2 separate regions of the Mus musculus genome follow, and region 2 is linked to region 1. The links are chromatin contacts, called in public HiChIP or PLAC-seq maps. All regions are on one chromosome and are shown on one strand. Each heading gives the region's core, a stretch centred on a gene start, on an enhancer-like site or on the middle of the called end of the contact. The rest is flanking DNA. Distances are from core to core; before and after follow the strand shown. Region 1 has its middle 36 kb from the start of Gm34112. Region 2 has its middle 49 kb from the start of AY702102.

Evidence for each region. HiChIP or PLAC-seq counts read pairs in DNA pulled down with a chosen protein or histone mark.
Region 2: an H3K27ac HiChIP or PLAC-seq map of large pre-B cells shows a contact between it and region 1, with 6 times the contacts expected there. The contact joins two enhancer-like sites. A contact is called at or near these places in 1 of 115 datasets of contacts at active chromatin or transcription factors (large pre-B cells) and 1 of 9 other capture datasets (embryonic stem cells).

What each region holds. Positions count from the first base shown.
Region 1 is chr2:169,528,389-169,533,279 of GRCm38.p6, reverse strand. No RefSeq gene overlaps it. Among named protein-coding and RNA genes, the nearest start is that of Gm34112, 36 kb to the right of the region's middle. Within about 2 kb of position 2,394, at least 6 of the 459 cell types and tissues checked have an H3K27ac peak or open chromatin away from gene starts, as enhancers often do.
Region 2 is chr2:170,009,703-170,014,593 of GRCm38.p6, reverse strand. It overlaps a transcript of Tshz2 not described here. Among named protein-coding and RNA genes, the nearest start is that of AY702102, 49 kb to the right of the region's middle. Within about 2 kb of position 2,648, at least 16 of the 459 cell types and tissues checked have an H3K27ac peak or open chromatin away from gene starts, as enhancers often do.

The DNA.
Region 1 (4,891 bases), core at 1,145-3,644:
GCAAGTTTGACAGTGTAGAGTAAAGGCTGTTCCCACGTATCACCTCACGTTTCTAATTTAGGAAATAGGACACAGTATACCTGTCTTGAAACTGTCCACAGCATCACGTTCATGCCATACTCAATGGACCAGAGCATGTTCAAGCTGTAGTTGATGGATCATCTCTAATGACCTGTGCTACTGAAGACTCTACTTGGGCACAAGACTCTACCATAAAAAATAATAAACATCCACCTCTGGCCTCAGGAACTTAAAAGCTGGACAGCAATGGTTTGTGCATGTGTGCATGTGTGCATGTGCGTGTGTGTGTGTGTGTTGCATATGTTCTCTCTAAGACATTCCACTATATCAGAAACAGTCCTAAGGCTGTGGCGGAAAATTTTCACGTTATCAAAATACCCACAAGTACACATAAGCTTCCATGTTTATAAATATAAAAAGTTTATATGATCTCTCTTTCCCTCGCTCCCTTGCTCTCACCTGACTAGAGATAAATGATACATCCCCAGCCTAAGTTAGCCTGATAACGTTTTCATCCTTAGTAGAAAAGTTGAGAAACTATGGTTACTAGAGTTAAGGTGCTATGGTTTGCAGAGTTGGGAAGCTGTGGTTAGCAGAGCTGGGGTGCTGTAGTTAGCAGAGGTGTGCTGGTCAGGGTTTTTTTTTTTTTTTCACATAAAACAAGCTAGAGTCACCTGGGAAGAAGGAAACCCAATGGATGAGTTACCTCACTAGACTGGCCTATGAGCTTGCCTTTGAGGCATGTTCTTGAGTACGATTGATGGAGGAGAAGATAGATCATTGTGGATGTTGCCTTCCCTGGACTGGTGGCCCTAGGTTGTGACAAAAGCAAACTGAGCAAGCCATGGGGAGCAAGCCAGTGAGCAGCACTCCTCCATAGGCCCTGCTTCAATCCCTACCTCCAGGGTTTCTTCCCTGACTTCCCTCAGTGACGGTGTGTGCTGCTGAAACTTTATGCAATGTAATTTAATATAGTGTAATCCAAGGAATACTTTTCCTCCTGCAAGTTGGTTTGTATGTGGTGTTTACCACACAGCAGAACAGTGAGCTGATGCCACAAGGAGACATCGGAGAACTCAGAGCCTTCCTTATCCCTATCTCTTCTAAGGCACCGATCAACACCGGGTTAAATATGTTCTTCTTTACCTAGTGTTGGGTTGTCATCTCTATGCACGTCTCAGGGGGTAGGGGAGGGGGTGTGTATAGAAATCATTATAAATATATCTAATCCGTTAGGAGGTGAGATGGCTCACTTGCCTAATGAAGGGCAATCCAATTCCTGTACATGCATTGTCACTTCAAGAGCTTTCAGACACATGGCTGGTGACAGGAAGAAGAATATCATTTATCTGATAGATAAGGAATTGATTGCTGTTATCCTCCACAAGCACAAGCAAGGCTCAGAAGGGTGGGGTGTGAGTTCTCTGAAAGATAGTTTGCAATCTCCATGTTTCTTTGTTTGGAAGGGACTCTCTGTAAGATGCTGTGGCAGAATGAACGTGAGTGGCTCCTGTGGGCTCTTAAATTTGAATGCTTGGTCACCAGAGAGTGGCACTATTAGGAGGTGTGACCTTGTTGGCGAAAGTGTGTCACTGAGGGTGGGCTTTGGTGTTTCAAATGTACAACCCAAGCCCCATGTCTCTCTCTTCCTGCTTTTCCTGTTCATTCATGGTGGATTGACAGTGACATGTTTCCCATAGGCTCATATGCTTGGGCTCTTGGTCCCCAGTTGATGGTGCTGTTTGGGAGGCTATAGAACCCTTAAAATGTGCAGCTTTGTTGGAGGAGGCGTGTCTGGTTCCACTTCCCTTGAGTCTCTCTCTCTTTCTCTCTCTCCCTCTCCCTGTCCCTCTCCCTCTCCCTCTCCCTCTCCCTCTCCCTGTCCCTCTCCCTCTCTCCCTCTCCCTCTCCCTCCCCCTCCCCTCCCCCTTCCTCTCTCTCTGCTTCTTTTGTGTGGATGAAATAATAACCCACATTAGTACTTCCTTGACAAGAATGGATGATATCCCTCTGGAGTCACAAGCCAACCGAAAAACTCCTTTGTCCTATAAGTCGTCTTCATCATGGTATTTATCATAGCAACAGAAAAGCAGCTAGCACACCACCCAAGGAAGCAAAAAGACACAGAACATTGCTGAGGCTCAAGCCCAAAGGCTCTCACAGCAGTTGCACCCAGGAGTGGCACTGATTCCATGCCCTGACTCATGACAGGACCTGGGAAAGTGGAGGAGGCTTTGAGTGAACATTCTGGCCTTTCTCATAATGCTCAGACAAAATGGCTGACAATACAAGAGAATTGCAATGCTCTGTAGAGAGAGCACTAACCGTGACTGTGCACTTTGCATGTGGTAGCTCATTTGATCTAAAAAACAAAAACCATGGAAACAGATGTGACTCTTATCACTCTGCTAAAGATGAGCATTGTGCAGCTTACATGAGTAAAGAGACAGGATGACGGTCAAGTGGGAAACAACAGAGGTAGCTGCCAAACTCAGGTCTGACTAAACCAAAGCCAGGCTCCCAAGGAACTTCTGCAATCCCACCCACACAGACTTTATTGGAAAAATTTATTGGAAAGACTGAACACAAGCTTAGAAGTCCTTAAACATCCATACTCTCTTCAAGGAAAAATTGCACTTCCAGAGAGCTATGCAACAGTGTCCATGTGTCTGTCTGACCCACTGCAGTAGCTGCAAAGTCTTTCAGGCCTCAGCCCTCCTTGGCTGAAGCTGCCACCTCCACAAGATATCTGATTTCCATCACTCGCTGGTCACATGGCCTGTTCCAGTCACTCGTTCGTCACATGACTTGTTCACAGTGCTTAGCGTCTCCTGTTTGTTTATACGGCATTTCTCTGTCCAGCCAAGAGATGCTCTGAAAGGCACATTTTAGGAGGTACAGGAATCCTGCTCAATGCTGCTGTAGGAAGCCATTTAATCACCAGCTTCTAGAGCAGTGGTTCTCAACCTGGGGGTCGGGACCCCTTTAGGGCCGAATGACCCTTTTCACAGGAGTTTAAGACCTTAGGAAAGCACAGGTATTATATTACGACTCATAACAGAAGCAAAATTAAGTTGTGAATAGTAATGAAAATAATTTTATGGTTGGGGGGGGGGTCATCACAACATGAGGAACTTTTCCAGGCATTAGAACCTTTCCCAGGACGAAAACAACAGCGAAGTTACATGCTTGGGCGGCAGTGGGCAGGACCAAAAGCGCACATGTGTTCTGCATAGTTGATTTTCAAGGAACTTGCCGTCATTGCACACTCAGAAACATTCTACTGCTATGAAACTTTTCCTACCCCTCCCCCATATCTGACTTGACCCCTCTGGGGGTCATAATCCACAGTTTGAAATGCTTTAGCAAAGGGAGAAGATAGGAAAGGCTGTGATGTGTAGCTACTTCTTTCCATAGTGTAAATACAACACCCACTTGTAGTGACACACACACACACACAAACACACAAACACACACAAACACACACATACATGTCCAGTTTTAGGTCACTGACATCACAGGATGCAGGTGTGGTAAGACAACAAGCAATTCATCCTTACAAGCTGGAACAAGCAAGCTCCAGGAACCCCCAGTGCTTCCAACTGCTTCTCCCTCTCATGGTGGGAACAGAATAACAGTCACTCATAGGTGGCCAGAGTTGCTCACTCACTAACTGGGAATGGACGGCAGGTCCCCAGAGGACCCACGTTAATGACACAGTGGGTAGGGTCTCCCACATCTTTCTGTTCACTCTGCAATGTTCCTCCTGTGCCCCACCCCCACCGAAAGCCTGTGTACAACCCCAGAGACACTGCAGATTCTTTTTTAAGTGTTTTCCTCTGAAAATCAATGTGTGGCTACATTTTGAACGCACACATTTCTGCCAAAAGAAGTAATTTAATTGCACGGAGATAGAAAATTTAATTAATAGTGCTGTAATTTAACTATGTGTAAGTGTTCCTACTTCAAAAACAAGAGTGAAGATCTTGGATATCACAGATTGTCCGAGACTCAAATTTGTTGCTTCCATTACCTTGGGCCCAGCAAAGGCAGATCAAAGTCACTCCGTAAGACGGTGATAGTTATCAATTCATACTGGACAATTGCAGGGATTTCCAGCTTGCTATGAATCCAGATGTGACCAAGGCTCTTCTAGCCTTGACGGGTCAAAAATATCCAAGTAAAACTCCATCTTCTTCATTTCCCTGTACTACCCAAGGGTGTTTTTCAGAAGTCAGTTCTGTGGTTTACAAAAAAAAATAAAAAATTTAAAAAATACTTTTTTCCTTCCTAAGAGAGAGAAAAGAAGGGTGTCAAGTTGCCTATTTTCCATACTGATTTTTTCCAAAGGAAAATGAAGATTTAGCTTAAAATGCTTTCCCCAAACAGGAGCGGCATGAAATGGAGAAGCTTAATGGATCTCTCTATGAAGAAAATGACAGATAAAACATCTATTTTGCTCACATATTCTTCGTTCACAGACAGTTCATTTCAGTAAATTTCTTACCACCACCCGCACATGTCTATTTTCCAAGGGTTTTTTGAGAAATTTCCAGTAAGTTCTCTTGGAGTCTATCACCAGTATCTACGGGCTGTGCTTAGAGGGACATTGCAGCAAGGGCCACCTCAGCGAGAGTCTCATCCACTCAGCCTTCCCCCTTTTCTTTTACCCGCATCTGGCAAGCTCTGGGAATCTTAACGGGACAGAATGCAGAGATGCCCAGCATCTGCAGCCGGGTTAATACTCACTCTCCTGCTCCCTGCCATTCGCCTTACTCTACTGTGTCTCCCACCCATCAGTATGCCTGCTAACCTGGAAGGTCAGAACACCGGTAGGTAGAGAACACCCCCTGGGGACCCCCCTCTCCTG
Region 2 (4,891 bases), core at 1,399-3,898, 480 kb before region 1:
ACTCTCGCCTCTCTGACCTCCCTTTCTCCTTTCTCCTCAGTTGGGCCAAGTACCTCAGAGTTACCTTCCTTACTGACTATCATATCAAGAACCACCCACCTCACCTCACTGCCCCTTACTGTCTCATCCCCTTTGATTCATTCCTAGCTGTCCTGGTATTATTAATTCCACCATTTTCTAGTTTACAGTTTGCTCTGTGTCTTCAGGATGTTAGCATTTTGGTGACAAGGACCTTGCCCATGTTACTTACAGCCAAAGACTAAATAACACCTCACCATTCTAGGACCGCACTGAAGATTTACAAAGGAGCGAGTCACTTGACCTAAGTACACAGACTTTCCCCATAGCAAAGAAGTTGCTTCCCTCCCCGTGTCCTCATACAATGTCCCTCAAACATGCCGGCCTGTGGCGTGGCTTCCTGTATCCCGACAAGATGGCCACAGAAGCTATACATGCCTGCAGCTTCCTCGTGTGCTCTTAGGTATTAGTCAGCGGTCGAATGAGGTTCAAGCTGGGAGATGCCTCAGTGAGGACAGTGCCTACCATACAAGCATGAGGACCCAAACCTGAGTTTGGATTCCCTTCCCCCATCCCAGAACCCTTGTAAAAGCAAGGCATGGCCGCATGTGCTTGAAACCTTAGGCCCTGAGGCACTCATAGAGACAGAAGGATGGCTGGGACTTACTGGTGAGCTAGCCTACCTACCAAATGGTACACTAGAGATTCAATGAGAGACCATATCTGAGGGGACAAGGCAGAGTGTCACGGAGTGGACAGCTCCTCTTATACACAAACATACACAGGCATGTGTGCATGAGCGCACACCGCACCTACCCACAAATTAAAAACATTAACCGCGGAGGGACATAGTGGTGCCATCTTTAATTTCAGCAGTCAGGAGACAGAGCAGGTGGATCTCTGAGTTTGAGATGAGCCTCATCTACAAAGCATGTTTCATGCTACCTAGGACTGCAGAGACAGCTATGTGGTCCTAAATCAAAACTCCTCAATCAATCAATCAATCAATCAATCAACCAACCAATCAAAAACAGAACTTTAAGCTTTAAAATGTAAAGTTAGAAATGTTATACAGGTGGTCCAGAGAGATGGCTCAATAGTGAAGAGCAGCTCACTGCTTTTACAGAGTCCTGGAGGAAGTTCCATTCCCAATGCCTACACCAGATGGCCAGGGAATTTGGAATGCCCTCTCCCTTCCCCCACGGCATTCCCTTTAGCGTGCATATGCATGCCCATGTACACACACACACACACACACACACACACACACCATCAAAAATAAATCTTAAAAAGAAGTAAAAGGAAAAGTGTAGAAAGTGTTGGTAACCAAAACATTGTCTTCTTTCACAGGCGTTAGGGAGTTGCTCTGGCTGGCGGGATTATTTATTTGCTTATTTGTTTGTTTGTTCTCAAGCCTTTTAAACAAGGAAGCATTTCTGCAATGATCCTGACTTCTTACCGTTGATTTCCCAAGGTGAAATCAAAGTGTGTAATTATTTTGTGGGTGGATCTCACAGACGCCAATCCTCAGCTGAGTTGACATGTGAAGAGAAGTCTTGGGTTTTCATAATTACAAGATATTTCCTTAATAAACCCTATCTGATCCTTTTCCGCTAATAATTACATGTAATTATATTTACACGTGAGAACATTGCATGCTAATGGAGACTAGGGCCCTGAGGACTTAAGAGGGTTGACAGAATGTTTGACTAGATATGGCCAATCACTCTGTGTCATATAAAGAACTCGGAGAGAAAGGAATGTGTTCAAAAGAAACCAGAGCAGTGGAGAAACCCAGCGCATTCATTAATTGATAATATTTTTGTTAGGTTTTTGGTTTCAAGTGTCTTTTAGTGCCTGCACTTGAATTTAAATGTCTAAAAGGAACGGGTATTCAGAGAAAGAAAAGTAATTACACCCTGTAATTCTGATTTAATTACAAGGAAATAGATGTAACACGATGTGGTAAAAGTTATGATGGGTTCTTTAAATGATATATGTCATTAACATGTTAATTGGCATGAAATCTAAGCTCCCAGCCAGAGAGCTCATAGGTGAAGCTGAGGCCAGGGCCGTTTCGGGTGGGATCAGGGTTAAGATCCTGCGAAGGCATCTCGAGTGGGATTCTGTCCTGTAGGTTTCCCCCAGTCGTGTAGAATACAAAGAAATTCCAGTCCTGCTCTTAAAGAAACGAAACAAAAAGGCTGCTTGTGAGATGCTGGTGTGGCTAGCTTGAACTTGTAACTGGAGAGCCATAATGTCAGGGAGAAATTAAGGGGAGGGATGGGTTTTCCTCTGTCCAGAGACCCAGCCCCGCAACTGTAAAAATTGAGCTCTTCCCACGTCTTCACGTAACGATGAAGTGAAATGCACACAGATTTTTATTATTAAAAAAACTTGCCTTTCCTCAAAGACCCATTGGGGGATCTGTTTATTTTATTTAATTTTGATGTTTTTGGCGCATGGCTGGGGTTAGTCATCAAAACAGGAAGGGATGCCTCTTTATTCAGCAGAAGGAATTAGCCACGCTAGAATGAGCTTTGCTGGTTGGACGCTGTGTGAAACTCTTGGTTTGTTTTGTGTGCGTGTGTTCATGCATGCCACAGCATGTATATATAGAAGTCAGAGGCAAACCTCTCTCCTTTCATCTTGTAGGTCCCCGGGGATCAAACTTAGGTCCTCAGGCTTAGTGGCAAGCTCCTTTACCCACTGGGCTATCTCACCAGCCCATAATACTTGGTTGAGCTAAGTGCAGTGACACAGAGCTTTGCCTGGAGAAACATGCACAACAGGGTGAGGACGGACTCGGCGAGTCTCTGTGACAGCGGAGGTGGATGGGGCAGGCTGGGGACAGCACCCTGCTTGCTCCTGTTCTGTGCTTAGGCTTCTGGGCACTGACAGTGAATGATGTCATGGTTAATATTGATTGGAAGATTGACAGAATCTAGACTCACCCAGGAGGCAAACCTTTGGGTATGTCTGTGAGAGATTTTTCTAGACTGGTAATGTCAGGATGTCTGAGGCTAGTGCCCCATACAGAGATGTCAACACATGACCTCCACCACTTTGGCTGTGTTGCCAGACATCACAGGAATCGAGCACACGCACGCCTGCTCTCAGAGGCTAGCCACAGTTACCTGAACTCCAAAGGCCCCACTCAAGAGCCCTCAGAACAAGAGGTAGGGAGAAAAGCAAGCCGGCGTGGGCCATGCAGGCAGCAATGCTACAGTGTTAACTCAGCTTGTGCTCAGCATCCACAGTACTGTCACTGTCATGTTCTTGTCGCTTGACACAGAACACCTCTTTCGTGGCTTTTTCTACAAGCATTGATTTTATACACTTATTTTTTTGGAGCTAAGGTCCCGCCCTCTCTCTAATGCAGCATGGTCTTGAACTTGTGATTCTCCTGCCTGAGCCTACTGAGTGCTGGGATTGTAGACCTGTGCTACCACTTTGGCCAAACATTGATTGAAACACCACCACCACCACTACCACCATCACCATCACCACCACCACCACCACCACCACCACCACCACCACCACCACCACCACCACCACAACCAAACTCTTTCTCTGTCAATCAAAACACTCTTACTTCCTGGGGCCTTCTAACAGGTCAGGTCAGTTTTCTGGGACACCTCAGATGTCCGTGGTGGTCAGCTAGGACTCATTTGCCACTGTGCTGCTCTCAGATCTCATGGGACCAGAGGTGGGGCGTTCATGTGTGTATGTGTGTTCATTCATGTGTGCATGTGTGAGTGTGTGCAAGTGTATGCATGTGTGTGTGAGTGTGTATATGTGTGCCATTGAGTGTGCATATGTGTATGTTTGTGCATGTGTGCCTGTGTTTAAGTGTGAGTATGTGAGTGTGTGTATATGTGTGTAGATGTAGCTATGTGTTTTTGTGCGTGTGTGCCTGTGTTTGACTGTGTGTGAGTATGTATGTGTGTGTAGATGTATGTATGTGTGTGAATGTTTGCATGTGTGTATGTTTTGTGTGTGTGTACATGTGTGTGCATGTGTGACATATGTATGCATGTGCACTTGTTGACTCTGTGTGTTTGAGTGTGAGTGTATGTGTGTATGTGTTTGCATGTGTCTATGTTCTTGCACATGTGTGTGTGTGTGCATGTGTACCTGTTGACTCTGTATGTGCATGTGTGAAGTGTGTCTGCACATGTACCTGTTGAGTGTGTGTGTGTAAGCAGAACTGAAAAGCCAAGGACCTCAGCATTCTCCAAGCCCCCGCTCCCCTCCCTTCAGAGAGGGCCACCAGCTCATTTCGACTTAGATGCTCAGTGACACTGTTCTTTTCCTGCCCTCATTGGCTCTAGCTCTGGTTTTTCCTTCAAGTCTCTCAAGCAGAAGCCACCTTGGAGACCCACAGTTTTCTCCCAGCAGCTCCTGCTCCGCCTCTTGCCCCCGGATGAACACCCGCCTTCCTCACCTGCCACCACAAAGACAAGGAGGGCCATTCATAATTTAAGTCAGCCCTTTCTTTCTTACATGCACCAACATGTGCCTGACGCTGGGGGAAAAACTGAACTCTCTCTCCCAGGACACACTGAAGATCAAGCGGCATCTCATTAGGACGCACTTCAAAGACTCGCCCTTTATTTCCATACAAACAAGTTTAAATTATTGTGCGTGATTCTGCTGTTAGCAGGGACTCTGATCCATTATGCATGAAGCCTTGCCGCTCCGCTCCCATCGTGAACAATGGCGGGCATGCCATTAGCCTTCTCCTGGAATATGCTAAACCTTGGGAGTGGCCACGTTATTAGGTTAAAGTTCCGTCATTAATTATTAATTTTATTCCTTACTAGCTAGAGTGCTCTGGAGTATCAGACAGGTATTGCAAACTTGTAATCAA